2 separate regions of the Zea mays genome follow, and region 2 is linked to region 1. The links are chromatin contacts, called in public Hi-C maps. All regions are on one chromosome and are shown on one strand. The core of a region is the stretch at or near the end of the contact, and the rest is flanking DNA. Distances in the headings are between cores, read along the strand shown. Region 1 has its middle 65 kb from the start of LOC103654365. Region 2 holds the start of LOC103654366 (cationic amino acid transporter 6, chloroplastic).

What was found. Hi-C and Micro-C count contacts between places; a contact is called where the count stands out from the background.
Region 2: a Hi-C map of tassel shows a contact between it and region 1, with 1.8 times the contacts expected there. The contact joins the promoter of LOC103654366 here to the enhancer-like site in region 1. A contact is called at or near these places in 6 of 25 Hi-C or Micro-C datasets (ear, endosperm, leaf and 2 more) and 1 of 3 datasets of contacts at active chromatin or transcription factors (leaf).

What each region holds. Positions count from the first base shown.
Region 1 is chr4:195,591,012-195,598,023 of Zm-B73-REFERENCE-NAM-5.0, forward strand. No RefSeq gene overlaps it. Among protein-coding and RNA genes, the nearest start is that of LOC103654365, 65 kb to the left of the region's middle. Within about 2 kb of position 2,595, at least 10 of the 20 cell types and tissues checked have an H3K27ac peak or open chromatin away from gene starts, as enhancers often do. A contact at or near this core is called in ear and tassel, where this site is marked.
Region 2 is chr4:195,684,796-195,691,807 of Zm-B73-REFERENCE-NAM-5.0, forward strand. It overlaps LOC103654366 (cationic amino acid transporter 6, chloroplastic), which reads right to left and starts at 2,420. Exons shown (of 4, transcript XM_020552784.3): 1 at 1,847-2,420; 2 at 568-790. The coding sequence starts at 2,267.

The sequences.
Region 1 (7,012 bases), core at 1,345-3,844:
CCACAGTTGGAGATCAGGCCCTTGGAAGGCAATATTGTGAAGTTATTGTAACTTATGTGCTGAAACAAGATACAATTTTGCCTCGTCCTTGTGCCAAAGTGGAAACTATGGTCGATGCTTACATGATGTCAGTTGCATGGTCGTACAAGAAAGTAATAGTCTATATCTTATCTTGTTTATGTTTAAATTTATATGAGTTATCATTCACTAATGAGTAACCTTGATTGCATTAGCTGAAGTTGGTAGATAAGACAACATTACCATTTAGTGGAGGTAGATAAGACAACAAAATTGTATTTTTATTTGCAAATGTAGAAACAATATACTAATTTGTTGTTATTTTTCTAGAGAGTTCTAGACAAAGAAAGCTTGTGTCTTAAAATAGGAGGATAAAGCTAGCGGAGGTAGATAAGAAGCTAGAGTTGTTGTGTGAAGGCTTTAGAACTGCTTGAAACATTAGTGCAGCTATGGTGCTTTTGTGATTGATCAGCTTTGGAGCAGCTGGAGTGATGTAGTTGTGGGCTCTTGAACTATAGCTAGAGTGATGTGAAGTATTAGTGTAGTTGTGGGCTTTTGAACTGCTTGAAGCTAGAGTGATGTCGATGTGGTGCTTTTGTGACTGATCAACGCTAGAGCTTTTGTGAATGATCTAGCTAGCTATCTGTAAAATGATCTAGTTGTGAATGATATTATAACGGTGGTGCTTTTGTGAATATCTAATTGTGGTGCTTTTGTGTTTATATGATGGATCTAAGATTGTGGTATACTGATTAATTGTGTATGTCTTTGTGATTATGTGTATAAAAATCTGTGATTTGTGATGCTTTTGTATATATAATTAATTGTATATTATTATTAATAACAATTGTAAACAGAGCGATTTTTTGTTGGTTGCTAAATGTATAGTATGATGACTTACGGTTGGTTGCTAAATTTACAATACAACAACCCACCATTGGTAGCTAATATACAACATCAGCAACATATGGTCGATCGCTAAAAATATGTTGGTCGTTAAAGCATTTAACGATGACACTTACCGCGACCATCCTTATGGGTCGCTAAAGGTTTTTAGCGACAACCGTAGATCGCTGAAGGCGCTTTTAGCAACCAACCGTAGGTCGCTGTAACTGAACCCGTCTTTTTTGCATTTTAGTCCTTTTGGGGTTTTATTTTCACAAATACGCCCTTTTCAGTTTCATTTCAAAAAAAATGGACCCTCACATCGGCGCCATCACTATTGGCGTCGAGCTACAACGTGTGGGCGCCAATTAGTTTGGCGTGTACATATAAGAGACGACATCTATGTGGATCTGACGTGGCAGCACCTCGGCCCCGTGGATCTCGGCGTCGACCTCCATGTATATAAATATACCTCTCCGACCGTCGGTTTTTTGATTTTTGGATGATAGCAATCATTTTATCAATGATTCTTCTTCATACTTAGTTTATTTGGTTTATGAATTTGTGTTCTGTTGTTGGTGACCTAAATTGTAACTTGGATATTTGATGATCTTATACCTGTTAAAATTTACAACTTAGTATTTGATTTACATCAGGTCAGCCACGGAGATATCTCCTTCAAAGTGGTTGAAGTGTTTTTGTGAGCGCCAAACGTCTTGTCGCGGGAGATGCACGTCATATTTCTTAGGTGTCATATTATGCTGTGATTAGCAGTTAATGTCAGGCACCAAACCACTATCCCATCTTCAGTCATATCAAGCCACAATATACATCTTGGTGTTCCTACAACAGCATGGCATGCAAGGAATTATGAGCTTGGTTAAACTATTTATGTTTCTGTGTTCACTTTTAGTTGCAGGGCTATTGCAGTCCGTTACTTAATTGGTGCATGATTCCCTTGTTTATTATAAAAGGATGTTTTTAGATCAATGGATAACGAATTGCACGTTTGAGCTAAGTTATTTACACTCATCCTTGCAGGACCAGTCTAGCTAAATTTGTGGTCTCACGAGTAGGCTGACCTGATGTAAATCAAATGCTAAGTTGTAAATTTTAACAGGTATAAGATCATCAACTATCATGTTACAATTTAGGTCACCAACAACAGAACACAAATTCATAAACCAAATAAACTAAGTATGAAGAAGAATCATTGATAAAATGACTGATATCATCCAAAAATAAAAAAACCGACGACCGGAGTGGTATATTTATATACATTGAGGTCGGCGCCGAGATCCATGGCGTTGACCTTGGCGCCGAGATCCACGGCGCCGAGATGCTGCCACATCAGATCCACGTAGGCGTCAGCTCTTAAATGTACACGCCAAACTAATTGGCGCCGACATGTTGTAGCTTGGCGCCAATAGTGATGGCGCCGAGGTGAGGGTCTATTTTTTGAAATGAAACTTAAAAACGCGTATTTATAAAAATAAAACTTAAAAAAGGCTAAAATGTAAAAAAGACGGTAACTGAACCGTCGTGTAATGTTTTTTTGTTTGATGGCATAGGCTGAGAGGCGGCTACGCCCACGTGCCTGAGCGTGCGAGGAGCCGCGCTCGTGTGCCTGTGTTGGGCAGAGGCGAGGCAGTGGTACCCGTGTACCTGTGCGCGAGGGATCAACACCCGCACGCCACTGCTGGGCAGCGTCGAGGCGGCGACTGCGCCTGCGCGCTGTGGTGCTGCTGCCCAGTGGTCGCACACCCGCGTGCGGCTTGGGTGGCTGCGCCCAGCGTGCCGTCACGCTAAGACTGTCTCCAGCAACGTCCTCTATATACATCCTCTATATCCGTCCTTTACAGTCTTCTCTAAAAGATTCTACCCCCTATATCTATTTTCTCTCCAACAACGTCCTCTAAATCACGTCCCCTATATGTAAATACCTATATTAAAGACATTTTTATTTTTAAATTTTTGTACATACGTGTTTGTCATACTCTCAAATGTATTGTACATATTTTAGTTTTACTAAAACGGTTGTTTAAAGTATTCAAATAGATAGAGAACCGTTTAGAGGAACTCTATACATAGAGGATCCAGCAGCGTCCTCTAAATTTAGAGGACCGTTTAGAGGACGTTGTTGGAGGGGTAGAGGACGTCCTCATCCTCTAAATTTAGGGTACAGAAGCATTTAGAGCTCCTTGTTGGAGCTAGTCTAAGGCTGCAAGGCAGCGGCGGCTACGCGCCCGCATGCAGGGGCGGCGAGGCAGCGGCAGGTCACCAGAGCACCCATGTGCCCGCACGATGAGGCTGCTGCTATTGCTCGCTCGCGCGCCCACGGGCGGGAACAGCGAGGTTGCAGCCCCCGCTCGCTGGAGCAGCGAGGAGGCAGTGACTGCGCGCCTACTTCATGCTAGTGCGTCGACAACGCCTACGCTAGCGGTGCTACTGTTATTGTTTGTTTTTTTTATGTTCTTTGGATGATGCAGTAAAATAAAGTGTGCATCACACATGATTGATGGTCATGTGTGTCGGCGACTTCAAGTCAGCAACAAGTACGTGTACATCTCATCGGCTTCATGTCGACGATAAAATCTGCCAGGGGATATGTCCGTTTTGATATATAAATGTCTCTATGATTTATATGCTTCAATATAAAATAGAGAATGTAACTTTATAAGAGAGTGCTAATATTCCAATGCACAATGCACAAAATACATAGGTTAGGTACCTTTCTCACCACCTTTTGCTCGATCTACTTAGTAGACCCACGTGCGCGATAACTCTTTGCTACCGGGCGCAGTAGAAAGGCTCATTAACTGAATAACAATAGAACTTAAGGAGACGAGAGTCTGGAGAGATGTTGATGCTTTATTTCTGTAGGTTTGCTACTGTCCAAAAGTTAAAGTTACATCCTCTCTATTTATACAGAAAAGATAGAGTTTCAGACAAATAGTCCACATTGGGCCTAGCTTCCATGCCAAGAAGGTTTTGTCAACAATCTGATCCCACCCCATTGGCCATTGCATGCACCGGGCGGCTACCCGGCTAGCTAATCGATCGATCACATCGCATCACATCGTATCTTGACTTGACGTCCACCAGTAATGAATGACTCTATAGTCTATACTGCGGCAGACCAGAACCAGACGGACGTGGTTGACTTGTTGCATGCTGCCCGTCACTCTCCCGGCCGCCTTCACGTCAACTTGCAGCGAGGTGACGGAGGAGGTGAGGAATGGAGGAGGGATGTGGAAGGCGAGAGACGGAGTTCTCTCTCTTCTCCAATCTCCACCCACAGCCGCCCCGCGCATCTAGAGCTCTACCACTCTACCAGTGGTGGATTGGATGGGCGGCCACTGCTTCGATGGTCATGTCATGTCGCATCTGCAGGAGATCTCATTCATTATATTCCCAGCCTTTTACGTACTTACGGGTACTTTCGACCTCGGGCACTGACTGCTGGCTCCGAGAGGAGACTGCTAGCTAGCTGGTCGATCTCCGGCCGCGTCGTGGATCGTCCGCGCACTGATCTTGGGATACTACAGTCCACACCTTCTTCTGTTCTGCCGTCTGTTCTTGGTGAACCCTCTGCGTCCTGATCATGCATGCATTGGCCACAATCTTCACAAGATTAGCATGCATGCATGACACACCACTCTGGATATGAAAATGCTCATCTCCATCATCATGACGTACACAACGGGGGGAGCCAAGCATTGGCCGCCAGTAAAAGGTGCGGCCGGACAGGGGCCACGGCCACCACCACCACCACCAGCCAGCTCGATCGACGACGCTTGCGTCTTCGCGACCGTGCGTGCTCTCCGTCGGGCGTCGGCCGAATGGACGTCCCTGTCCACGGAGCCGCCGCCGCCGGGGCGCGTGCGTGCGTGCGTGCGCCACGGCGGGGCGGGCAGCGACGTGCCGACGTCTGCGGCAGCCACCGCGCGCGCGGGTGCCGCGCCGATGCATAATCGTGGGCTTTCGCTAGCTCGGGTTGGATGATCAGCGGGTGTACGTGATCGATCGATCTTGTTGGTGCGCGCGCACGCAGCATGCATGGCGCTTTTCGCTTATCTGAGAGGCATCTTGATGGCGACGTAATTTCAGGTCAAGGTTATATCTCTCGTCCCCAGCACAGCTAGCGGCAGCGGACATGCAGTCCGGGGGTGCTGCTGGCCTGCTGAGCAATACAAAGCCAAATGCGCTAGGCCTCATAGACGACACAAATTAATCACTACCAGAATTCAATCCTGTACCGAGTACCAAATATTTTGTGGAATGTTTTTTTGCACTCGACAAAGAATCTTTTTACCGTGTGTCAAGCAAAAAAACACCTTGTAAAAGAAAACATTCGGCAAATAAGCTTTTTGCCGAGTGTTTTATTTTTGACACTCGACAAAAAGTTTCTTTGCCGAGTGTTTTTTCTAACACTTGGCAAATAGTTTCTTTGTCGAGTGTCAAATATATAACACTCGGCAAAGAGTTTCTTTGCCGAGTGCTTTTTTCAACACTAGGCAAAGACAATTTAAAAATTACATTTTAAAACAGTAAATTATTTTAAATGAAAAAGGTTTCAATTACAAATTTGTATAACTTATCATGATGTATAATTTATATTTTGAACATTTCTTCATATGACAAATAAAAGTAAATTTGTTCATAAAACCTATATCTCTCGTAGTTTATGAAACTATAAAAGAGATGTATAAGATTTATGCATATTGTTAGAACCATCATGTGAGATGAACAAATGATCAAACAACCAAAATAAACTTTGTAGATCTTGATAAGTTATAGAATTTTGTAGTTGACCATTTTTTTCATTTGAAGTCATCTTGTCAACTAAAACTACGTCTAAATTTAAAAAATTTAAAATTTGAATTTTGAAAACGACCTCGAAAGAAAAAACCAACATGAAAGTCGTAGGTATTGAAGAGTTATGAAACTTTGTAGTTGACAATGTTTTGGTTTGAAATCATCTTGTCATGCAAAATTATGTTTGAATATTAAAATTTGAATTTTTCAAACTATCTCGGATGAAAAAACCACCAAAATAAAAGTTGTAGGTCTTGAAATGTAATGAAACTTTGTAATTGACAATTTTTTGATTTGAAATCATCTTATCATTGAAAAATTCGTGTAACGTTTTCAAATTTTGTAAACGACCTCGGATGTAGAAACTATTAAAATAGAACTCGTAGATCTTGAAAAGTTATGCAACTTTATAGTTGGTTACATTTTCAAATGAATTTATTTAGTGCCTTAAATAATCAAATTACTCTTAGTTTGTTATAGTACATGAGAAATAAAATCGTAATATAGACATAATTGATGTAGTAGTGTAGTGGTATAGAAGGGTATGTGCGAGAGAGAGGTTGCAAGTTCGAATCTCACCATTCATGAAACATGTAAATTTGATTCAAAATACTAGTGAAAAATGATAGGACGATGAGTATAGTAATAGGTCATGGATAGTTATTCTCGTAATTTAAAAAATGGTTTGCTATTTTTTTTGTTTTTTACGATTCTTAATTTGTCGAGTGCTTTTCTTTACCGAGTGCTTTTCGACACTTGGCAAAGTCTTTATCGAGTGTCCGAAAAAGTACTCGGCAAAGAAACATTTGTCGCTAAAATGTTTGTCGAGTATTTTTTGTCAAATATAACACTCGGCAAAGACTTTACCCAATGTAAAATGGCTTTTGCCGAGTGTCTTAGACACTCGGCAAAGAACGCGAGTTCGGTAGTGAATATGACGTGACATGATAGTTGGTGGGCCTAGGTTGTCTTCGGCATCCTTCCTGTCTCATCCGTATGTCACTCATTTAAAACTTCGCTTTATAAACAACATTGCAAAACAGTGTTTTGTAGGACTATATGCACGCTCTTCTGAGCAAGGCTTCTTATGCCTATGGGTAGATCTCGAATTTTCTCATGTCCTGAGCAAAGACTACTAAATTTTCTTCTCTTCCTTTTGTCTTAACTATTTTCAACAGGATCAAATAGATACTTATATGGAGTTAATTGGATCGTACCCCAGACAACGCCCTAGGTGGGTGGTCCGGGGTGTAGATCTACCCATGTTTATGCATGTTTGGTCCGATGCCTA
Region 2 (7,012 bases), core at 1,170-3,669, 94 kb after region 1:
CAGTTTTAGTTTACCACAAAAGTTCCTTTTTTATATTAAAAACTGCATCATGCCAGAAAGGATGATGGGCAAGATTCTTTCCTTTCTGATAACAGAATGTATTAAAATTTTCCAGAACAGATAGAACTGGAGATGTGAACTGGTTCCACTTGCTCTGAACAACCTCACAACAGCTGGTTGCAGATTATAGCAGAGGAAGCAATGAAACCACCAGACGCACCTACACCAGTGCGGCGATGAAGAAGTGGACGTAAGAAACAAAAAAAGAAACAGACAAAATTTTGATCAATTGTCCATAATATTGGATACTAATAAAACATTTGAAAATCGGAGGCCAAAAGTTCTGTGTCAGCAAGCGGAGAACAGACAAAACTGAGAACCAAGAGAAAAGACAGGTAGAATGACACTTGTAGGCAAAACCTCAACCTACACGACAAAACAACGTTTTCCGTACTAAAAATATAGGTTTTTTCCCTTGACATAGAAAACAAATATATTAAGCGAAGAAATGACACAGCCATTGACCTCTGACGATACAAGCAGCAGCAGTCAATAGTAGCAACGGACCTGTAGCAGATGCAGACAGAGAGCAGGAGGATGACGCCGACGGCGACGAGGTCCACCTGGTTGAACCCCTGGGGCAGGCCCGGCACAGGAATCCTCCACTTGCTGGGCGCGTCCACACCCACCGCCGTGCCGAGGTACGCCGTGAAGCTGCGCGCCACGGCGGCGTTGGAGAAGACGTACTCCATGATCAGGTTCGCCCCCGTCAGGAATGCCGCGAATTCCCCTGCATGCCAGCCAACCAACCAGCCACTGGTTCATTCATGGTCATGGACGCAGCCAAAGCACACACAGACACAGGACAGTTCGCATGGTGGTTGTGGAAAACGAGCTTCCCAGGTCCCACGAGGAAGGAGAGGGATCGCAGCTGCGGGACCAAAGGGAAGAACCGCTCTCTCTCTCCAGATTGTTGAAAGGGACCCAGCATTATTTTTTGGATATGGATGTTTGAGTGAGTCACTCATAAAAACTGTTGCGTCACGATCTAACTTTTTTCCCCTCTCTCTCTCTGTTGCTCATCCCGGTGTTTCTGAAATCTCAAGGGACGAAAAATCGGTCTGAAGAAAACTGGGATTCTTTAGATTATATAATAAATTGTAGAGAAACTCTCAAAAGAAAGAAGCAGAAACTGTGTCTATATCTATTATAATCGAACACTCCCAAACCTATAGCAAAACAGATACTACTGTATATCTTTAGCTATGTATCTAGACAAGCGTTTGTCCATGTGCAAAATGCATTTATTATGAATAGTGTAGTAGCAGTAGTATACAGTTTCATAGAGAGAAAATCACTCTAGTTTTTTTTCTCTATCTAAATAAATAAAAAAGAGACATGCATCCATCCAAATAATTAGCAGGGACAGCTCAATCATAATTTAAGGTGGCTTCACTCATACACATGAATACTTGTAGTAGTATAGGAGTAGTTTTTATTTAGCAACTTGATGAGCCGAAAGCAGAGGGCACGTATGCACTTGGCAGATAAGCATCAGATATTCAATGAGAAAAACAACCCATCCTTCTCAACTAACGTATGATCAGTCCATTATACGTCGTCAGTCTCGGTCTCCACTGCCGTGAATCGCACGAACAGGATCGAACCGACAGGAAATCGAGGGGCTATAATAATAATAATAATAATACAAACTCCCAGAAATGCCAAAGCCCAGCCAAGGTTTTTAATTCCGGCGAGTACACTACACGTCGCCGAAGGTCGCCATCGATCTCTTGGCTGCGCAGCGCGGGACTGGCGGCAGCGCTAGCTGAGAGTCGTCACTCACCGAAGGTGACGCGGAGGTAGCTGAAGGCGCCGCCGGCGACGGGCATGTCGACGGCGAACTCGGTGTAGCAGAAGGCGGAGAGCAGCGCGCAGAGGCCGGCAATGGCGTAGGACACGACGAGGCCGGGCCCCGCGTAGATGCGGGCGGCGCGGCCCGTGGTCACGAACACGCCGGCGCCCACCATGCCGCCGAGCCCGAGCCCCACCAGGTCCCACCACCGCAGCGCGCGCGCCATGCGCGGGCCCGACCGCGCGCGCACGCGGCTCATCTCCTCGCGGGGCGCCGTGGCGGCGCACGCGCGCCGCGCCAGGCGCCGCGGCGTCTGCGCCAGCGCGCGCCCGTACGCGCGCAGGCCCGAGAACGACGACGACGACCCGCCGGCGTCCGTGCTGTTCTCAGCCACCAGCGCGGCCTTGTCCATGGCGGCGGTTTCTCCGGGATTCGGGGAAGCGGGAGGGCCGGGACGGAAGGGGGAGCGGCTCACGGGTGGAGAGTGCGGGGAGTGGTCGTCGAGTGGAGGTGGAGGCCGCGGTATTTAAAGAGGCGCGGGGGGCGCGGCGGTCTGCTAGCTACTAGTATTTTCTCGTGGGGCTCTCTCGCTGGAAAGCCCATCGGGTAAATAAAACAGTAGCAATTGGAGACCAGATCTGCATGTATTTCAACATATATTGGTAATTGGCTCCATCTACATATAAGTAGTTTTTATTTGTAATAATATATGTGCACATTGTACTACTAATTGTCAATATCTGTAGCCAAAAACACGCTTGTTTTAATTTGGGACGGTCTCTTTTAAAAACAGGGCGAAAAAAAGGAAAATGTTTAAGTTCTCACGAGACCTTAAGAAAGCATTTTTTTAAACGGCAATGTTGATCATGCTTCCAACTAACCAAGCTGAAACATCTAGTTTTCTCATTGCAAAATTTAAGCTGCAACGTTTTATATGTCGCGCAAGAATCTTAAGGTCTCCAACCACCGTACTTATTTTAAATTTTATTGTCGTGTAAAATAGTATTTTACATAGCCACATGCATGATCTTGTCATAACCTTATAAAATATCTATGGCGGCAACGGTATCCAAATCTCAATCTAAAGGTATTCCCTCTGACTATAAAATAATATAACTATAAAATTTGCTCAAGCCAAATTAGTTTAACTTTACCCAAGTTTCCTTTTAATAGTATCAATATTTATTTCTTCAAGTAAGTTTCATATAAAAATATATTTTATAACTAATTTTATGGTACTTATATTATATTATAAATTTTAGTGTTATATATATATCATTAATAAAATAATGTCATTGGACTAATCGATAATAGAGAATTATATCCTTGTAGACACATAGAGTACTACGGTTGTCGCAAAGCAAATGCAATTCTAGCTCCAACGTAATACCTCTGTTCCAAAACAAATTCAATATATTTATTCTAAGTCAAATAGTCATAAATTTAATCAACTTTATAGTGAATAATATATACGTTTATGTCACTAAAAAGGTATATCTTGATAATTTATTCCATGGTCAAAGTTATTGATATATTTCTCTATCATTTAAGATAGTTTATGTTAGAGAGCACTTTAAACATTAAATTGATTACTAAAGTAACTGCTAAATATACTAGGGATATATTATGTGGCGAAAACCACCATACTTATATAATAGATTAAATCTATATCAAACGCAAAAACGATAGAGGGAAACTCATCCTCGTAGTCAGCGATGGTATTGAGTACGAAGCCATGATGAAGACCATAAAACATTACAGTTATCAAACGTTCTTAGGCCATCTCCATCATATCATCTATCTCATCTTTTATCTTATTCTATATTTAAAACTTCATTATGCAAATAGTGGTATCTACAATTTCGTATACCCTATTTTACATGATCCACTGAAGACAGCCTTACTGGTTATCTTTCACCTCTACTCTCTGTTGGGTACTGAACAATCCACCATACCATAAGAAGAGTGGGCATTTGATATTAATTCTAAATTTATTGCAAGATTAATGGGCTTTGGCCTATGAAAACAAATATTTGGTATAAGTTCTCGAATAAGATTTAATATGATTAAAAATATTGAATTGAGACAAAATCAACGTCTACTCGATGAGATTTATAGATTTACATTTAATAACCTTTTCGTTGAAGTATCAAATACATAATATAGGGTTTGAAAATGTGTCGTTAAAAGAACATCGTCATCTATGTAGTCTCATGTGCAGCACTCGCGCATGAGGATGTAAACATTAAGATCTCAAGTTCTCTAAAAACACATTTTTTTTTTGTCTTTTATCAACTAAATGACTGCCGGATGCCGTCAGGGTTAGAGTGACCAACAAGTGGCCGTTATATAAGGGCATAACAGTTAGACCGAAGCATTTTGTGTACTAAGCTAGGGTCTTAAAAAACTTAGTTTAGTTCAAGCTTAAATCCATAGCCAGTAACACCCCACATAGAGTTTTGGGCCTCGTTTCACATGATCAGATAAATTTTATCTACTAGAGATCCTAACATTTTGCTTTCTACATGAAAAGAATCTCAATCATCAACCTTACTTGCATTTTCTTGGGTCATGTGCGCTGTCCAGATTCTGCAAATCAGTTGGCTCCAAATGCGGTCTAGGATCTATTTCGGCTCACCTTCATGCCCTCTCCAGCAAGGCATGCGGGTTGAGTCAGGACGGACTAGATTTGCCGAGGTCTAAGAAGTTTTTTTGGTTAACAACTAAAATTAGCATGTGAGGCCTGCTATAGATGGTGAAGTTTCTATTAAATCTATACAACTTATTAAGGCTCTAAGGGTAGCCTACCTTTTCTCGTTCTTCCTTCCAATGATCTCAACCGTCCATCCATGACTCTGTTTTCATCGTCCATCGGATGCAACCCTGCAGCAACCAACACCGGATGACGCCCACGCCTCGCGCGAGCACCGGCTCCCCCGATCCATCCCTCCTCCCCACGCCTCTCTCTCACCTGACTGCCCCACTCCGATCCCACCGCCGACGCCCTGGCCCCGCGCAAGCGCCAGCTCCGACCCCGCCGCGTCTCTCATCCCGCCGATCCCTCCTCCCCTTCATCCCAACTCTCCTCCTCGCGCCCTCTCTGACCTAACCACCCTCCATCGCCACACGAGCGCCGCCAGCCTGAGCCCGCCTCTCGACACGAGGACTTCCTAGAGTCATGCCTGGCGCACGCCATCGCACTCACCTCACCACGCCATGGGGGGGAGCAGATAGCGCCTATAAAGGCCGACTCCAGAACTCCAGCTCGCGCGCTGGATCCTAGTGAGCAGCTGAGACCCCGCGTGTGTGCAACTGCAGAAGATGGACGATGAGGCGCTGGATCAAGGAGATGGAGGCGGAGGCCGCCGCGGCCACCTCGTCCAGGTCGAGTATGCCCTCGAGGGTCGTACGCAAGGGCAACACCACTGTCAGCGTCCGCGGCGTCGAGAAGAAGTCCACCCCAAGCTCTAGGACTCCAGGTCGGTACCTCTCCCTCCCTCCCTTCCACCAGATCTCTTGATCCCAGCAAGAATTTTCTTGGACCTATCGGCGAGTTCATCGACTCGTGATCAGAACACGGTAGCAAGAATATATCTTCTGCGATTACGCGCTGATGGCTCTACTCCTTGGCTCCAGGTGTTCCCGGAGCCACAAGCATGCTGTCCCCCGACACAGAGAAGAAGAGGAAGGGCATGTGGATCCAGATCGATGGCGTGCACGAGGTCAATCGGTTGTTGCACCTTGGAGAACGGCGAGCTCGTCGGCGTGCATAAGGTCAATCCATTGCCATGCCTTGTTGTCTGACCAGCGGCAGTGGGCATAGGGCACGCCGTAGGCATAGATCCCCTTCAACAACCGGTCACCTCGGCAGCAAACTTCGGCGGCCACATCGGTATGTCTCTGCTCAACCTTCTGTAAGTTCGTTAGGCTACCTATGCGCAAGTGGTTCATTCCCTTAGTCACTATACGAGGATTGTGAAATGGCTTTTGTCACACTTACGAATGAAAGGGAGGCTCAACAGACATTTACGGGAGGAGTCTGATGTGAGCTAGGTAGCAGAGTGCTCCTAGTCTGTTGACCCACACTTACGAAATACTGAGAACATTGTAGTTGCATGATTAAATTTTTTTTGCTCTGCTTTGCAGTTTGCAAGCACAACTCGATCGCCCCCCTTCGCTTCTCCGAGTTCTTAATAATGGTGCGCGGAGTGCAGTACCACCAGACGGCCGTGGTGCCCCGGGAGTCCATCCTTAAGACCGAGGCGGAGTGGCTCAACTCTATCAAGGCCGACCTTGTGGTACCAATACTATGATCACTGATCGTTACCGGTTTATGTTGTCACTCTTCTGTCTGAACATCTCTACACACCGAGTAGAGCTTAACTGAACCCACTTGAGCAAACACTGGCAGGTTTCAGATGTTGTACCCGTCGTGTGTAGGGCAGCTACAGATGCTGGCATTCGATCCGTGTGCGTCACGAATTTCAGGTAAGCGGCGGTCTTGTTGCTTCTTTGTTTCCGCGTGTCGTTAAGAGCATGGAGGAATGCTGATAAACACTAGAATACGCTATAGTCTAGTATATTTAATTTTGATTCGTCAGGTAAGTGTCTGGGCGATCTGCCTGTAGTTACTACAGGCAACATGTAAATTTGGGGATCGGATCCCCTGACGTCGAAGTCACCTGACGCACCTATATTTTCTGCAGCTGGGACTTCACTTATGCAGAGTACGTTGTAGCTACTGGACATCATCATCGCTCAATTGTGTGGCAGGTACCTTACTCACATAGTTCATGAATTGTGACACCTACGTAAGATGGTCGGGCTGGTGGGGTGTAAAGCAGCACAAATGATAAAATTTAGATCCAAGCTTCTCTCCGGGAGCAAATTTAAAAACGCATGGGTTAAAAGGCACACTTTTTGAGTAGTGAATCTGAGTTATACATGTAATCACCTAATGCGCTTTCCGCGAGATGCACATGGTCACATACATGTGTTCTGCCCTTCTGGGTGCTCAATGGCCAACCTTCCGGTGTTTCACGGCTTGTGTGTGAGAAGTATCTTCTTAGTGCAATGCAGCTGAAGTTGTTTTCTCCCTCTGTAGGTTTTTTTATAGTTAAAGCAAGATTGCTGGCTACAATTGCCTAACCTTGCTAA